Linked DNA regions of Mus musculus: region 2 is linked to region 1. A link is a contact called in public HiChIP or PLAC-seq data. All regions are on one chromosome and are shown on one strand. The core of a region is the stretch at or near the end of the contact, and the rest is flanking DNA. Distances in the headings are between cores, read along the strand shown.

Region 1 (2,943 bases), core at 192-2,691:
ATGTGTATGAAAAAAACTAGTAACTATAATATCAAAGTTTAGTGAGTTTGTTAAGACTTTGTCAAATACCTCAGCTCTCTGTTTTAGGTCAATTAGTTCAAAAAGTTGCTAGTAGTTATGCATAAACAAAAGTGACATAGATGGTCAGAAACACATATACACAGATATGTAGCTAAAAGTTAAGTGAACAAGTCTGAGGTTCCATATTTATGGCTTCTTATACTACATACCCAGCTTCTCAACTTTCTGAACAGATTAACATGTTAAGAACCGATGAATATACAGACAGTGGGCTATGGCACACTTTCCATCTTTAATAAAGAAATGAATACTGTTGACCAAATATCAAACTTTATCTACCTACGATGTTATGGGGTACAGAAGCTTTGTGAAACCCATAAATGGATTTGCAAACCTCATGGGGATACTGTTTGATATTTAAATATATAGAAGGTACTAGCAAGGGAAAGAAATCTCTTACACATTTCTCTCTTCAAACTTTTTAAAAGGAATGTCTCAAAGTATTAGCTTCTCATAAACATTTTGAAACTTTCTTACTTTTCTTATTTAATATTTAAAATTATAAAAGCAAAATAAGAAAGAACAAGGGAATCTATGAAGGTGGTTTTAAGTAGATATTTTCAAGAATATGAGAGAAGCATAACTTTTTTCTGACTGCAATATGATTCTTGAGAAACCCTAATCTTTGTGGTTGTTTACGATGCAATCCTTTGTATTGCTTTCTTCCAAGTATACATGTGAGATTGACACTTCTTCACACTCATGGGGTTAACACACATATTAAATATTAGTTAAATTTTTAACAGAAAAGCCCCCCATAGGAGTACAAACTCAGTATTAGCATGTGAATAAACTACTATCCCACTCGTTTTGGGTATAGACAATTGAACGAATAGTTTCAATCGCATAGATCCCCAAGGATGTGTGAAATATAAAGCACAAGTTTTCCCCCAGAATTCCTGATGTGTCCTTATTCCTTTCCCTGGATCTCCTTCCTTTTGTTTTGCTTTTTCAGTAGAACTACTGTGATCTCGAGTGAGGTTTTGTTTGGCTCTGGTTAATATTAAAGAAGATCACACACGGTTGAAAAATATTGTTATTTTTCTTTAATGGGGAAAATTGGACTCCCGCGTGTCAGATCTGTGGATTTCCGAAAGGCAGTGGGAATGGTACTGACATCACTTTGCACTTTAACAATCCGATTTGGTCAGAGTACAAGTTGTTTGTTTAACCCGACAACTCGGTGCACCCTGTCGCACACTTTGCACACTCATTAAAACGATTATTCACGACCTGTCGAGTGTTTTCGGGTTCATTCACAGGAAAGGCTTGCATCCAGAGAGCAATTCAAGTCAACACTGTCCACTATACCACGCACGTGAGGACGAGTTGGTGCATGCGTGAAAGATGCGGGGAGGGGTTGGTGAGTAAGCGCCTTGGCTGTTAAATCCTTCCCGGACTCGGGGTGCTAAGGAATCTCAACCTCCTTAGAGTGCTTACAGCACTGGGTTCCAAAGACTTGGGTAAGGAAAAGAGAATTTAAACAAGTGAAGCAAATAAAGGTAGCCCCCCTCCACCACTTCTCTCTCCCTCCCATTCAATCTTCTGCAAAACTTTACATCCCAGGATACCTTCTGCCTGTGGCCCCTACACTTATGGACAACCACTTCGATCCCAAAAATAATTCGGATCTGTTTTCTATATATCTTATAATCACTAGGGGGAAGGAAAGGTATAGCAAATAAATAATAAATAATAATAAATGTTTTTAAAATAAGGAGGAAAAAAGGATCCCTAGGTGCTTTGTGTAGTTGTGCTCCTATCTGAAAGTGGAAGGACTGGTCCTGCACACTGACAAAAGTGGTGCAGATTAAATATTAAATAGCTTTCAATAGGCCACTTTTGTTTTTGTTTTTCAGGTTTCAAGCAACTTTTTAATACTTTGTAATGGCAACAGAAGAACACAAATAAGGCTATATCTCAACCCCCTACTCCTGGCTCCTACTTAATGAACACAGTGAGCAACTCAGGTGCTCCTATTTCGTGTTGAGATGGATCCTGGTACATACTATCCATATGCTGCATTAGTGTAAGGGATATGACTATCTTCAAAAGATGTAATAACACATGCACACTAATAAAACATATGTGCATACATGTATTTAATATATAGGACATTATATGGCTATTTTTCTGGATAAGGACCCTTGGCATAATTTCGAGTTAGCAGTTGTTTAAAATGTCCAACATCTATATTTAAACGATCCATCCTTTATTTTTTTCATTAAAAAAAAAACAGCTGAAAACACATGGCTATCTTATTTTTGTGAAGCTAACCCAGACAAACCAATGGAAAACAATGTCTTATTTGTGAGTTTCACTCTATTTAAACCTAAGCTCACCAAATCATGTTTCCTATGTTATTGAAACACATCAATACTATGTGTGAAGAAAAGAATGGAGGCTCTCAAGCAGCATGAGGCTTTAAGCAGAAGCGGGTTCCTAATTACTAAAAAAGCTAGGATGAATAAACAATTTCGTAAACTGGTCACACTCTCAGACTCCACTATGAGGTGTACTTAGAATGGATGGGTTTTCGCTTCCTACAGTAAGCTCCTGCATTAAAAGCAATGTGGGACAATAATAAAGAGGGAGACACTGAAATATGGGAAGAAAATAGCTGAAACCTCTGCATAAATGAACACAAATCAATGTAGTAATACATAACACTATTGATGCAGAAATGATCGATTTTAGTCTTCCAACCTGCAATCGGAGTTTGCCATGTTTAATTAACATTTTTTCCCAGAATAGAAATAGATAAATAAAAAACAAAACAAAACAAAAAACGAGCAATACCTACTGACAATTCTATTCGATTTTACTTAATTTTTCCCAGAATATTTTTGATAAGGTTGGCCA
Region 2 (2,788 bases), core at 187-2,686, 1.8 Mb before region 1:
TGCATGATATCTATGAAGTGACATTGGATCCCTTCCTTAGTCAGAGCTGAGTAATGTGCTCTGACTTCAGTAGAAGGCCAGCATTATATAAAGGCGGTGCGTATTGGGGTAGTGATTTTCCATGATGTTTTGTATGGTTGCACACAAAAAGTATATTACAAATACAGCATTATAAACACTTATTTTTTTTGGTCAAAGTTGTTTAAGAATCTATTTTTAAATATATATTACCTATATAGATATGTGTACATATATTGTATACAGTATCTCTATATAGTGTATATATTTAGTGCATTCATATGCATAATATGTAACTAACATAATTTCCAATAAAATATATCATAAGAAATAGTAGTAATCCTAAAAGAATAATATTACATTGAATATAAAGCGCAATTATAGGAGCTCACTTATACACCTTTTAATTTTCCATATATATATTTTTTACTATGGATAAGATTACTCCTGATTTTCCTTTTTGACTTTGAGACAAGGCTCCACTCTGTAGCTCAGGCTGGCCTCAAACTCACGCCCCTGCTGCCTCCTCACTCCTGGCGCTGGCATTACGGGCATGCCACTCCACATGAGTGAATTAGAATCATTTCAAATTTCTCTCTATCATATGCAATTCTTTAACAGAAAACTGCATATAAATTCATATCGATTAAAAAGTTCTTTAGGAGAGACTTGTAGCACTAGGTTGACTAGGTCTTATGAAGAGATCTTAAAGGCTTTGACTTTATAATCCCAGATGAACTGTTGGAACATCAATACAAATTTAAACCTCTCCTACTTGGCAACTTGACAAATCTGATGTCAAAAAGTGACACCTGGGTTCACATTTTTCTCTCTTTTCCCCTGTAAGTGAGCAGAGTATTTTCCTTATGACTTACGTTTTATTTACACTTGCTCCTTTTAAGATTACCTGATTATCTGTTATTTTTTTCTACTAACTAGATTTTAATTTTTTTAATAAAGAAAATACATTGAAGGACAGGAGGATACATTAAAAAGCTTGCTTGTTTGTTTTTGTAAATGATACATGTTTCAAAACCAGCCTTTAAATATCTAGATGGCACAGTGAAACACAGAACCTTATACCATTGCCCACTGAAACGGTAAAATGTACAAAAGTTCACAACATATTGTAAGGAAAATTCGTCGAGAATCTGTTCAGTTATCTTGGAGGTACCAGACATACCATATGCTGTGTCTAGGAGTTGCCATGGCAACTACTTTTAAAATTTAAGAACAGGGTAAATTGTTGCCTAAAATCTCCATAACTTAGTGAGTCAATTAAGATCTCTTCAGAACACCACATTCCTTTTGCTACCTGGTGATGCTTCCAAGTCTTGGAGGCCAGGAGGAGGAAAGGTCTCTGGGTCAGATGAGAATGCTTTTGGCTGTGTTAGATCCTGGAGACAAGTTGTCATTTGGGACTGTGTATGAATCATTAATGAATCATCGAAAGGAAGGCAGAAGGAGTAGCCTTGTTGAAGCTGAACAGATCTGAGCATATAAGTGTAAAGTGGAAAGCAATTTTTAGCTCAGACTTCAAATATGGAAACTGAAGCAGAGAGACGCAGCCTTTTAGAATTTGGAGCGCGGGGATTTGGGATGGTGTTTTGCTCCTCTTGGTACACCATCAAGCTGTAGTCATTACAATTTACTCACTTTAAAATTTATATCCTTATTATTTTTCTAAGGGTGGTTTTCCTTAGTATTATGTTCCTGTGGTTGGCCTTGAACTCTTGGACTCAAGTGATCCTCTTGCCTAAGCCTGATGAGTAGCCAGGGTTACATCACCATACCGTAAATCTTTTTTTTTTTTAAAGAGAATTAAATCTTATTTATTTTTATTTAAGTGTGTGTGTCTATTTGTACACAAATGTTTTATAACATGCATGTGAAGTTAGAGGGCAATTTGTGGAGTTAGTTTTCTATTCCCACCGTGTATCCCAGGGATCAAACTCCAGGTTGTCAGGTATGGAGGACTGCTGAGTCATTTTACTGGACCCTAAATTCTATCTTTCATCAAGACAAAATTTGTTAACTTACTTCTCAGGTTCTCTAAAATGAACTCAAAAATTTATAACAAAATTATCAGTGTTTGACCCTTTTAATTTGTCAAGGTCGGACATTATATTAGTAATGAAGGTTTTAGGTATTTCTATAGTCTGGTCCCCTATACTCTCAAAATAGATATTTCATGATGTTTAGTTACTCTATGAACCATGTCATGAGATTGTAGTCTTAATAATCCATTGTTGACTGATTCCTTTCTTATGAAACCTTTTGTTTTCTCTGAAATAACTAACTGTGCTGTATAAAAATTGTTTAACTCTTATTATCCCATTGCTATTGTTTTTGCCCAGTTACTGCACTTAAAAAGTTAGTAAGATACAACTTCACACTTCTGTCCTGAGTCTCCCTCTTGAACATGCGCTGTCCCTTGCTTCAGGCTGGACAACTTGTGTTCTGGTTGCTGCATACCTGCTGATGTTTGTGTTCTTTCGTTTGTTTTCCTCATACGTTGAGATCCTTGCTTTTCAATGCCCATTCTCTCCGTTCTACGATGTGCTGAAAAAAAAAGCACTCTCCAGCAGCATCCTAGGGAGAGTGTATGGTTAGTGGTACCTGACTTGAGTAAGCAAGTAAGCTGTTTTATTCACAGCACTGACAAAACAGAAACAAGAACCAAATTCAAATGAAAATTAAAATAAAACCTAAGTCTCTAGATGGTCCATCCTTTTGTCTCAGCTCCAAACTTTGTAACTCCTTCCATGGG

What was found. HiChIP or PLAC-seq counts read pairs in DNA pulled down with a chosen protein or histone mark.
Region 2: an H3K4me3 HiChIP or PLAC-seq map of forebrain shows a contact between it and region 1, with 11 times the contacts expected there. The contact joins two enhancer-like sites. A contact is called at or near these places in 9 of 39 promoter capture datasets (the 3T3-L1 cell line, the C10 cell line, cranial neural crest and 6 more), 1 of 484 Hi-C or Micro-C datasets (cerebral cortex), 6 of 115 datasets of contacts at active chromatin or transcription factors (SST interneurons, embryonic midbrain, embryonic stem cells and 3 more) and 2 of 9 other capture datasets (embryonic stem cells and pancreatic islet).

The regions. Positions count from the first base shown.
Region 1 is chr12:49,393,464-49,396,406 of GRCm38.p6, reverse strand. The region is part of intron 2 of 3110039M20Rik (RIKEN cDNA 3110039M20 gene); the gene reads right to left. Among named protein-coding and RNA genes, the nearest start is that of 3110039M20Rik, 5.3 kb to the right of the region's middle. Within about 2 kb of position 1,441, at least 34 of the 459 cell types and tissues checked have an H3K27ac peak or open chromatin away from gene starts, as enhancers often do. A contact at or near this core is called in forebrain, where this site is marked.
Region 2 is chr12:51,240,004-51,242,791 of GRCm38.p6, reverse strand. No RefSeq gene overlaps it. Among named protein-coding and RNA genes, the nearest start is that of Gm34745, 84 kb to the right of the region's middle. Within about 2 kb of position 1,436, at least 16 of the 459 cell types and tissues checked have an H3K27ac peak or open chromatin away from gene starts, as enhancers often do. A contact at or near this core is called in forebrain, where this site is marked.